2 separate regions of the Capsicum annuum genome follow, and region 1 is linked to region 2. The links are chromatin contacts, called in public Hi-C maps. All regions are on one chromosome and are shown on one strand. Each heading gives the region's core, a stretch centred on a gene start, on an enhancer-like site or on the middle of the called end of the contact. The rest is flanking DNA. Distances are from core to core; before and after follow the strand shown. Region 1 holds the start of LOC107848364 (pentatricopeptide repeat-containing protein At1g62260, mitochondrial). Region 2 holds the start of LOC107848113 (actin-related protein 2/3 complex subunit 1A).

Region 1 (5,638 bases), core at 2,436-4,935, 160 kb after region 2:
TTCTTTTATTATAAGTCCAGTTCATGAAAAGCTAATCAAAAGGGACGAAAGATTAGAATTTCTTTGAGTTTTAGAAAAATTAATAAAACAGAACTCAAGGTGCACCTATAATAGAAACACAGTTCAATAGAGGGTGTTCAGCATGGTGAAAAGAGGAATTTTCCAATTTTCTGATATTCGATTGTTCAAAATTTTTGGAAATTTTTTTTTCTCTAGGATAACAAGTTCCTAAAAATAAAGAAAATGACTTCCCTAGTGAAAGTAGGAAAAACAATTTCACGAGTGGCATTCCACATTAATTATATTCTTTCCACCCTCCGACACACCTCATCTTCAACCGACCCCCATAACCCCCATCCCCACCACCCCACACCCTCACCTCCCTTGGTATTTGTCTAAATTATATACAAATGTTTTTAGAGTAATATTTTTCACTAATTTACCTAACACAAGAAAATGAGTAAGAAAAGTAGAAAACCACTTATTTTCCTGGAAAACATTTCCATAGAAAATACATTCCTTCATACCAACACACGCAGAAATGCAAGTCATAGAGGTATTCCCTTTGTCCTAATAGGGGCTTGACTATCCTAAATTTCTAGCATCATGAATTATTGTATCTCAATACATAATGCTACTGAAGTTAAGGCCAGATACAGAGACAAGAAGATAGACTAGTTTACTAGAGAGATAGAAACAAAGATTTAATGGAGAAAACAACTAATTACTGAAGATTAAAAAAGGTGAGAAAAATAAGGCACAAGTGAACCTGGCGATCACACGATGTTATCGATAGAGACCATGCCTTGTTAGTGGTCCTTCTTCATGAAACAAGCTTCTGCTCCACTAGAATTCACTATGCTCAATTCTTTGAATTCCAACACTCAAACTGTATACATAAATGCTCCAAAACATCAATAGGTGTTTAACAGCATTGTTGCATTGTTTGTCAAAGTCAGGAAAAGTGCAAATGCTCAGAAGTATACTACACATGATGTGTCCCTTCTAAGGATTTAAACCCCAAAATAGCCTCCTCGATCCAAATTCTTCGTGTGATATTGGCAAATCACTATGAGGAAGTTGAGCCCACCGTGCTATAAGCGGCCTCCTTCCTTATATTATTTGTTTCCATCAACATTCTGATTTCATTTGCATCATCCCACCTTCCAACATTGGCATACATGTTATACAGTAAAACATAAGGACCTGAACTCTCTGGTTCCAGGCACATTAGCGCTTCAGCTGCTATTCGCGCCAATTCAACATTATTGTGCACCCTACAAGCACCTAGTACTGCACCCCAGACAGCCTTATCTGGCTCCACTGGCATAGTGTTAATCACTTTCATGGCCTCCTCAAGCTGTCCATGTCGACCAACAATATCCACAAGAGAGGCAAAGTGTTCAACCTCAGGTATGATGCCAAATTCAGAGTCCATAGATTTAAAATATAACCGACCTTGTTCCACTAAACCAGCATGAGCACACGCATTCAGAACTGAAATGAACGTGATGCGAGTTGGTCTCACTTTAAGGCGCTTCATCAATTCAAAAAGCTCTAGGGCTTCAAATGCAAAACCATGGGATGCATAGCCTCCGACCATTGCATTCCATGAGATTACGTCTTTTTGAAATTTCATCCTTTCAAAAATTGTCCTGGCTTCATGTATTGCGCCACATCTTGCGTACATAGTTATTAGGGAATTGTTTAAAGGTATATCAGGTATAACAGTCTTTGTCACTAACTGATGAATCTGCATACCTAGAAACAAAGCCACAGTTTCAGCACAAACACTTAGAAGTGACGAGAGTGTGTGTCTATCAGGTTTCTCTCCTGCCTGTTGCATCTCACTGAATAACTTTATTGCTCCTTCATAGTCTGCATTTCTTTCACAACCGGAGATCATGGAATTCCAAGAAACCCGATTCTTGTGGGGCATCCTTTCAAAATAATCATGTGCCAATTCCAAATTTCCCGTCTGTGCATATCCCGAGATTATTGAATTCCATGATAGCACATCAGGATTCGGCATTTTAGAAAACAGGTCTGATGCTTCATCCATATTTGAGGCATGAACATAGCCACAAACCATTGTGTTCCATGAAAATGTATCCCTCTCCGTCATCTGATCAAAAAGTTCTCTTGCAGAAACCACATCTCCTGCTTTGATATATGCCATGATCATGGAATTCCATGATACGACATTTCTCTCAAATCTCTTATTTCTACTAATTCCTTGACCACTACAACATGGTACTTTATCAAAAAGACGTCTAGCATCATCAACCCTTCCTTTCTGACCATATCCAGCAATCAACGTGTTATAAGCATGAACCAAATCTTCTTTCCCGTCACTACCCTCTCCAAATTCATAAAGAACATGTTCCGCCTCATCCAATTCCCCATTCTGCGTCAAACCCGATACAAGCACACCAAGAGAAGCTGAATCTCTCTCCGGCATTTTCTTAAAATACTCAACAGCAGTTTTCACATCCCTATTCCTTAAAAACCCTGAAATCAGCGCGTTCCACGACACAACATTCTTATCATCCATACACTCAAAAATCTCCACTGCTTCACCCATTTTCCCAGCTTTAGCATACCCACTAATCATCGTATTCCATGAAACGTAATCTCTTTCAGGCATTTCATCAAACAACTTCCTACCTTCCTCCAAATACCCATTCCCTTTACAAGCCAAATACCCCGAAATCACTAAATTCCAAGAAAAAACATCTCTTTGCGGCATTTCATCGAACAGGTTTCGTGCTTTAACAATCTCACGATTTTGCACGTACCCACTGATCATTGAGTTCCATGTAACTGTGTTTCGATGAGTTAACTTATCAAATAATCCTCTGGCATCCCCCAGTCGACCATTTCGAATCAAATTCGTTATGTTCCTGTTTGCTTTACACACTTCATTAGGCTGAGCATCATAAATCTTACGACTCAATGTCGAATGATAACGTATTTTTTGGCCTGATTCGTGAGCAATAACATATGGTGCAATGTGAAAGGGAGTCTCGGTGTAATGGGTAAACTTGTTGTCATTTGACCAGGAGGATTGAATCCATGAAAACAGCCTAAGGCCTCGCAGAATAGATCCTTGTGATCTACTTTTCTCCAGAGTCCACACAAAAGGAAACTTTAGTGCACCACTGCATTTGTGCATGGCTTAGCAGTTAGGTGTCTATTAATTGGAGCATGAATAGACCTCTTTAAGCTGCTTATGTTCCACCACCAATGTATCATCGCTAATAAGATTTTGTATTCTTAAGTTACGCAATTAGGCATTTGTATTTGAAAAAAAGAGTTTTCAAGTTGAACTAAAAAAGAGTATTGTAAGATGAAGAAGTTGTGTCGGAAACGAGGAGTCTTATTAACTCGATTGGTTGCTTATTTTGAAATTTCACGTTGTTGACGAGGTTACCGTTTCCCGTCTTGCAATTGTCTTCTCCATTTCCCCTGTCCCAATTCTTTTTTTCTTTTTTTTTTTTTAAAAAAGGTGTGTTTGGAACTCAACTAGAGGCATAAGTTGCCAGTTTCAGTTAATATTGTTAGAGTTTGTGATCCAAATTTTGTTAATCAGATCCTAAAAAGCTTGTGGTAATTTTTCATTGGGTTTGTGATGGTAGCGTAGGGATCGAACTGACAGTTTTTTGGTATGAACTTGTATGTTTTTGGACCTAGGATTTATTTATATGCACGTATTATACAAGTGCGTCTAGTGGGCTGTTTTGGGTTGTTCGTATTGAGACTATCGTCTCCACATTATACTCCTCTCTATTATTAGGGGTGTGCATCGATTGGTTCACTTCGATTTTATGTGTTATTAGTTTGGTTTATCGATTTTTGATTTTTAAATATGTAAAACCAATAAGATATTTTCTTATCGGTTTTGGTTTATCGGTTTTTGGTCCTTAATGGTTCGATTTTCGGTTTAACCAATAAGAAAATACTTATAAAATAGAAATAGTAACAACTAATATAAAAAATGAAATCTTAGTTACCGTCAAAATCCTACGCAATGCATTTTAGTTTATAAGAATCTTCAAACTTGAATTGAATGTTAGTTAGAAAAAAAATTAAATCCTAATTGTTGGAAGCTATAAATGCTTCAAGCTTTTTAATACGATAATAGCCGAGCTTTATATTGTGCCTTTGTTGCCCTGAATAGATTAATACTTTGTGAATCGCTGAATTGTGAATAAGTAATGTATATAATATATACACATACACATATCTATCCATCTATATATAGATAGATAGATAGATAGATAGATAGATAGATAGATATAGAGAGATATTTATAAATATAAAATATAAATAGGGGTAAAACAATAATATAGTGTATCCTTATTAGGTTATCGGCTTAACCGATAACCCATTAAGCTAAAATCAAAACCGAACCGTTTACCTAATAAATTTTTTTATAAAACCAATAAAAAACCATTAACCCAATAACTCAATACCAATAACCCAATAACATTTTTATCGGTTCGGTTTATCGGTCGGTTCGGTTTTTGCACACCCCTATCCATTATAGTGAATTCCTCTGCCTCTATCCATCGATTTTCCCGCAAGGATTTTCATGTAAATCTGTGTGTTCTTGTTTTTCCTTTTGCTTATTTTGTCTGATTCATAACAAACTGATATAAGAGCTAGACCGATTGTTTTCTCGGAGATGGCAACCATGAAGTATGATATTCTGTTGTTGGATCGCAACACTAGATTTTCGTTATGGCAGGTTAAGATGCGGGTTGTGCTCGCGCAAATGGATTTGGACGATGCTCTATTAGGGTTTGATAAGATGCCTTCATCGTGGATGAAAAATGACAAACAACGTAAGGATCGAAAGGCTCGGTCTCAGATCCACCTTCATTTATCCAATCAGATTCTATAGAATGTTTTGAAGGAGACCACTGTTGTTGTATTGTGGTTGAAACTGGAATCGTTATGTATGACGAAGAGCCTAACAAGTAAGTTGCATCTCAAACAACGACTTTATTCCCATCACATGTCTGTGGGTGCGTCCTTGGAGGATCAGCTTCAGTCTTTAAGAAAATCGTCTCTGATTTAGAAACTCTGGAGGTTAAGTATGATGAGGAAGATCTAGGGTTGATTTTGTTGTGTTCGCTGCCTGCATTATACATAATCTTTAGAGATACGATTTTATATAGCCGTGATACCTTGACCATAGATGAAGTCTATAATGCATTGTTCTCTAAGGAGAAGATGAAGTATCTTATAAATGGGTCGGAGACACAAGGAGATGGTCTCATTGTTCGAGAAAGGACTCATGAGAGGAATTCTAGGGGTGGTGATAGGAATAGGTCAAAATCCAAAAACAGAAACAAAACATGTAATTACTGCAAAAAGAAGGGCTATATCAAATTTGAGTGTTATAAGTTATAGAATAGAGATAAAAGGGAAGCTCCAAAACCAAAGGGAAACCAACCAGAGAAGTCCGGTGAAGCCAGTTTTGTTGAAGATGGCAGTAGTGATAGAGAACTCTTGGTAGTTTCTGATGGTAACTCCAAACCCCGTGAGGATTGAATTCTCATTTAGTTTGCATGTTTCATATGTGTCACAATCGGGATTGGTTTACAACATATTAAACAGTCTCTAAAAGTAT
Region 2 (6,491 bases), core at 2,805-5,304:
AGTTTAAGGGTCTATCAATGACTTAAGCCTATAATTTATTTACTTCATCATAACAAAATATAAATAGAAAAAAAGTGCTGCACTTGAATACCTTTTGGACTCCACTGCACACAAAGTGCTGCACGATTCAGCCTGAGAATAACCAGAGTAGGAACCCACCCTGTTGTTTCTTGGTTCCACACATATCTACAGAGAATATTATTCTATTCAGCACATTAATTCATAATAAACGTCCCACAATGTGCAATCATGGAATACGCACGTGCATGCACACACTCTTTCTCTGTCTCTCTCTCACACACACATATACCCCTTTCATCCTCTTTGTGTTTCCCCTAATCTAACCATATTACCTTTAGGCTTTTTCACGTCAAACTGAACTATTGTACACATAAAAAAGAATCAATTATTAGATTAAAGACAACAAAATACAGAATAATACTACCAAATGTGTTATACCGAAAAAAAAATACAACTCTGTATCTTTGTCAACTATATAGATTGTCACAGACTCACAATAAATATTAAGCTCTACTAGGAAAAGCAAAAGAAAGATATTGTAGCCCCATCTGGGTGAAGTGGCTTTTACGCACCTTAAGAAAGAAAAACCTGGTTCTAACCTTCACAAATATTACCTCAAACAATGAAATACTGAAAACAATAGAATATAAGTATGTTACTGAGTAGTTTGAAGTACTTCTCAGGCCTAATGTTCATTCTAACCAGACAGCATCACTCTGGCCAGATTTAACAAATTACAAAAGAAAAAGATCAAGAGAGAAGCCCCTTGTAGGACAAAAAAGCGGCAATGGAAAATGGAAGACTTTTTGCTGTCACCTATTTAATGATATCAAACTCTAAAAACTCAAAGATTGATAGTCACTTACGAATTACGGTCATGAGAAACAGTGACTATTTTGTTGGATCTGTAACTCCAATCTATACCAGAAACAATTTGGTCATGCTGCAGCATAAAGGAACCATAAGAATCAAATTAATGACAATGTTTCAGTCAAATGGAATTGAAAAAATGTTGGAATGAACATAGATTGCGGAAGTCATATGGAGGAGAGTTCATTCAAAATTTTATGTTTATCAAATAATATGAATTTAAAGAGGTTCTCGGAAATTTTCAACAGCACATCAATAGACACAGAAACTAAATTAAAAGGAATGCAAACTTTATTTATGCAAAAATGGTCCCCTATCCAAATATCTGACTACTAATCCATATGAAGGGAAAAAAGAAAGAGTGCACGGTCAGCTGGACAATGCCTAAGACAGCTAAAGAGCTTCTGCAAAGCTGGTACATGAAAGGTTTGGAAAAGGACAGGTTGATCACTTGGAACTCACTTCTTTCATTCATATGGTGGATCATCTAGTAAGAAAGGAGCACTAGAATTTTTTCAAGCAAAAGGAAATCAGTTAGACTTAAGTACAGATTCATCTCTTAGTTGTTTTTTGGTTGTGACATGGCAATTTCAAATGACATAGAAGCTGTGATAAATTTTTTGGGCTCGTTTCACATTTTGTGATGTAGTTATCTCCTGTAGATATTTTGGGCTCGGCTCACATTTTGTGATGTAGTTATCTCCTGCAATTAGTTGCAGCACTTTGCTGTACATTAAAAGGAATATCTTTTACCAATCAGACGAAAAGAGAGAAAGCGTACGTGGAAGAGCATCCCAGCTCTAACAAAAGTTACTAAGATATAGGCAGCAAAACAAGAAACACCACAAAAATTTTGACTTTTTAACAATTTGATAACACGACGAGATGACATTAATCGTAACTCAGACTATATTTACCTTTTGAAGAACATGGACCTTCTCCCACTTGTCTTCGGATAGTTTATAAATATGTACTTCGCTGTTGTTAGGACAAAGTGCAATCACTGCAAAAGTAAGTTATATAGGCATTAGCAACTCTTCCTAATTCCATCAAGTAACATCACATGAAACAAACCACTACATACCACACAAAGCATACTCTACTACTTGTATATTCAGATAAAAGCACCACTCTCACTCACAAATAAGCGCAGCCCAGTACACTAAAGTTCATGTATGCGCAGGTTCCAAGGAAGGGACCGACCACAAGGGTCTATTGTACGCAGTCTTACCATGCATTTCCGCTGGAGGTTGTTTCCAAGGCTTGAACCCGCAACCTCCTGGTCACACATGAAAGCAACCTGGTCACTCTCACTCACACATAGATCATGAAATTTACATTAGTGGATAAATCACTGCACTCGAACTACTCCTCATGGCAATAGGTACAATCTTAACATAAATACCTACACCTTAATCCAAGGGTATCGCCAAGTGGTCAATGAAGTGAAGGAGAACCATGAGGTCTCAAGTTCAAATCTCCATGGAAGCAAGAATTAATAGGTGATGGGGAGAGTTATCCAGAACCTGTAGGTATAACACGGCGAAGCTAGTGGGCACAAGGGGTTCATTGCTAGAAATTGCACTGTACATATATAAGGTTAACAACAACAACCTACCCAGTGTAGTCCCACAAAATGAGGTCTGGGAAGGATGAAAAGGATAGAGTGTACGCAGACCTTACTTCTACCTCAGAGGTAGAGAGGTTGTTTCAGAATAGACCCTTGGCTCAAGGAAAAATAAACCAAAGCAATCCAGAAAAGGAAGCCTGTACATAAGGTTAAAATTATGTATGTATATATATGCATATAATTGAAATCCCTTAGAACCTTTATCTGTTCACTTCTTTATATTTTGAATCCCATTAGTGAAAATCCCGACTCCACCACTACTATATAGAATAGTTGAGGCAGACCTTACCCCTGTTTCATTGTGTATTAGTTGGAGTAGAAAATAGTGGGTTCAAACAATGACAGACAATTACCAAACCTAGCATTCCATAACCATTATGAATGAGAGAAACTCTAGAAAAGGTAAAAATTTATCCATCGTACTCACAGCTTGTTTGGATGGTTGTTACCTGTTGTATTGTATTGTGTTGTTAGTTTAAACATAATGTTTGTTTTCATAGTTCCTTAAATTTAATTGTACCATATCTTAAAATCCAGCGTTAGGTAACAATGAAAATTCTCATTTTGTGTAAGGACCAATTTGGTGTGATTGCATTGTTACCTTATTTTTTTCTCATTCTATCTTCATTTATTATTAAAATTCTATTTTATCTTTTATCCAACTTTTTTATAGCAGCCCTTGCCCGTACCCTACTTTTCCTGTAGGTTTACACTTCGACCTTAAAATTATTGATGTGTAACATTATGTAACAACGAAAAATGATACAATCCATCCAAATATTGTATTTATTAAAATAATATGTACCATACAATGCAACACAACAAAGCACAATACAATATAATACATTATAAAACAATGTGTAACAACTATCCAAATAGAGAGTCAATAAAATAAATGAAAGAAAAAAAAATCTATGTGCTACCCACTTGAACATAAGACTGTAAAAATGACATTTTTGCAGAAAATCCACCTTTTTAAGCACTACAACTCTGTAGATGAAGCACAACCAGAGCAATATGATGATTCTTTTAGCATAAAAATTCACTTTTTTTCCTTTTACCATAAAAAAGAAAAAAAAGTCAGTCTGGTGCACTAGGACTGTGGAGAAGGGCAGAGCACAAGGATCTATTTATTGTAAACAGCCTCATCTTAAATTTCTCCGAGATTACCAGTTTCGAATTGCAAATAATCTTAAAAGATTAAAAGTGATGAGCAAAAGAGATTACTGGATAGGTCAGGACTCCAAGCATGACAAGTAATGCACTGAGCAAATTTATGTACTGAACTTGCTGCCATTTTATTTTCTGGCCTACAAAATAATTAATTGATCAATTAAAAAAAATCGATCTCCAGAGAAAAAATGGGAAGAAAATGGAAGATCTGAAGAGAAAAATTGCGAATTACGAAAGGATCTATACCTGCAAAATGAGATCTAGAAATGAAAATGCTGAGTAAATTTGTAATTTATAATAGTTTATTTCAAGAATCCAAAATGCTTTTGTTGATCAAAGAGAAAAGGACAAAACTGTGGGGTTGTAAATTAACAGTAATCGAAAATAAGAGGACTGAAATTATAAATTTAGTTTTAGCTAACTTTTAAGGCCCGGTGGGTATAGAAGCCCACAATTAGTTTGCTTCATTGGGAAATTACTCCTTTCGTTTCGAAGGGTCTCTTTGGAAAATCAGATTGAAATTGGCGTAATTAATGGGTAGTAATTAACAGTCTAGTAATTACACAGTTAAGTAATTATGATAATTTATTTAAACTGACATAATATAATTACATTATAATTACAAGAGTATTATTTGATTGGTGCAATCATATAGTTATATTAAATTTTTAAAATAAAAGTTAGTCATCAAAATTTAAAAATTTATATTCAAATAAGAATTTTTATAAATGATTATAGAAAAGCCAAGAAGGCTAATGCTTGCTACTAATGTGGCAAAGTTGGCCACTTTGCAAATGATTGTAAAGTAAAAAAAAAAAAGATTAAGAGTCTTACCTTAGATGAAGAAGTTAAAGACTCTTTATGCAAAATATTGCTTAATTCCTCTCCGAAAAATTCTAGTTCGGACTATAGTGATAACGAGGAAAACTATTCGTCCATGGATGAAGATTTACGAGTCCATAAAAATGAAGATTATATGTCTTCAGAAGATAAATGTCTTTCCTGCCAACAAGGACAACCTTGTACTAACATGAAAGAAGAAGGTGTTTTTTATAACATCTACTCTCAATTTCAAGTTTTAGAAATAAATGTCCTAAAAGAAGATAAATTAACCCGGGAGGATAACCAACCATCTACCAGTTATTCTTGCAAAGAGGAGAAAATTTCTCGTATTCCCTCCCAAAAAGGACCTTATACCAGACAGAAGTTCAAAAACTTTTAAAGGAAAGACAAAAGATTGTCAATGTCCCTGCAACAACCCAAGACCTTAAGAAGGAGATTGATAATCTCAAAAAGGAAATATCCTTTCTTAAGAGTCACAATTTATCTTTGGACAAAAGGGTTTCTGCCTTAGAAAACCCAATTATGACACCTACTGTAGTAAGCCCTACTCTTCCTTTGCCTAAGGAAGATTTCCTCCAAACTTTGGAAGCTGTTGCCAGCAGCATTTTTATGCAAAAATTATTCTTTTAATCAATTATAATTATAAAAAAGAGTTTACAGCTCTCATTGACAGTGGGGCAGGCTGTAATTGCATTCAAGAAGGATTGATACCTTCAAAATATTTTGTGAAAATCACTCATGTTGTAAGAAATACTAATGGTCATAAGATAGGGGTAAAATATAAAATCCCCAAAGCATATGTTTGTCAGAATAAAATATGCATGCCAGAAATATTCGTTTTAATAAAAGATATCAGTGACGAAATTATTTTGGAAAAACCTTAGTTTGTGCATATGTATCACATAATTCAGTGGGATGAGAATGGTGTGATTGGCACTTTTGAAAACAAACAAATTCGATTTGAATGGTGTGAACCACCGTATACCAAGTATATAAACCTAATAAAGAAAAAAAATACTTTCTAAAATCAAACAAATGAATTTCCTGAAAAATGAAAATTGCAGTTTATCTATTGATCAAACTTTTCAAAATCTTAAACTGATTGAAAAAATTGAACTGTTAAAAAATCAATTTTCAATAGAAATATGTGGAGATCATCCAAATGCTTTTTAGCAGAGAAAAAAGTATGCGGCTAGCCTTCCATATGAAAAAAGTTTTCAAGAGGGCAATATCCCTACTAAAGTCAGACCCTGCCAAATGAATTCTGAATACTTAGAATTGTGTAAAAAAGAAATTGATTCTCTTTTACATAAAGGTCTTATAAGACCTTCAAAATCTCCATGGTCATGCACGGTCTTAAACATGATGAATAGGAAAGAGGAGTTTTGAGGTTGGTTATAAATTATAAACCTCTCGACAAAGTCCTCAGGTGGATCAGATATCCAATCTCAAATTAAAAGAATTTATTAGATAAATTATATGATGCTCTAATATTTTTTAAATTTAATTTGAAATCAGGTTACTGGCAAATTCAGCTATTGAAAGCAGATAAATATAAAACTGCTTTTAATGTTTCAATAGGACAATTTGAATGAAATTTCATGCCATTTGGACTGAAGAATGCTCCTTCAGAATTCCAAAACATCATGAATGAAATATTCATGCCCCATAGCAATTTTATAATTGTCTATATTAATGATATATTAGTGTTCTGAAAAAATATAGAGACACATTTTAAACATCTGAATCTTTTCAAAAAGATCATCATACAAAATGGCTTAGTCATATCAAAGCCAAAAATATTTCTTTTCCAGACAAAGGTAAGATTTCTCGATCACAATATTGACCAAGGAAAAATCATCCCTATAAATAGAAGTATTGCATTTGCTTTTAAATTTCTAGATGTTATAATAGATAAAACCCAATTGCAAAGGCTTCTGGGTAGTCTGAATTA

The links. Hi-C and Micro-C count contacts between places; a contact is called where the count stands out from the background.
Region 1: a Hi-C map of leaf shows a contact between it and region 2, with 2.1 times the contacts expected there. The contact joins the promoter of LOC107848364 here to the promoter of LOC107848113 in region 2. A contact is called at or near these places in 2 of 5 Hi-C or Micro-C datasets (leaf and placenta).

The regions. Positions count from the first base shown.
Region 1 is chr11:37,344,607-37,350,244 of UCD10Xv1.1, forward strand. LOC107848364 (pentatricopeptide repeat-containing protein At1g62260, mitochondrial) reads right to left here and starts at 3,686. Exons shown (of 2, transcript XM_016693124.2): 1 at 770-3,686. The coding sequence starts at 3,175. The coding sequence ends at 1,070.
Region 2 is chr11:37,180,966-37,187,456 of UCD10Xv1.1, forward strand. It overlaps LOC107848113 (actin-related protein 2/3 complex subunit 1A), which reads right to left and starts at 4,055. Exons shown (of 13, transcript XM_047398727.1): 1 at 3,941-4,055; 2 at 3,749-3,831; 3 at 1,809-1,894; 4 at 888-964; 5 at 92-186. The coding sequence starts at 3,818.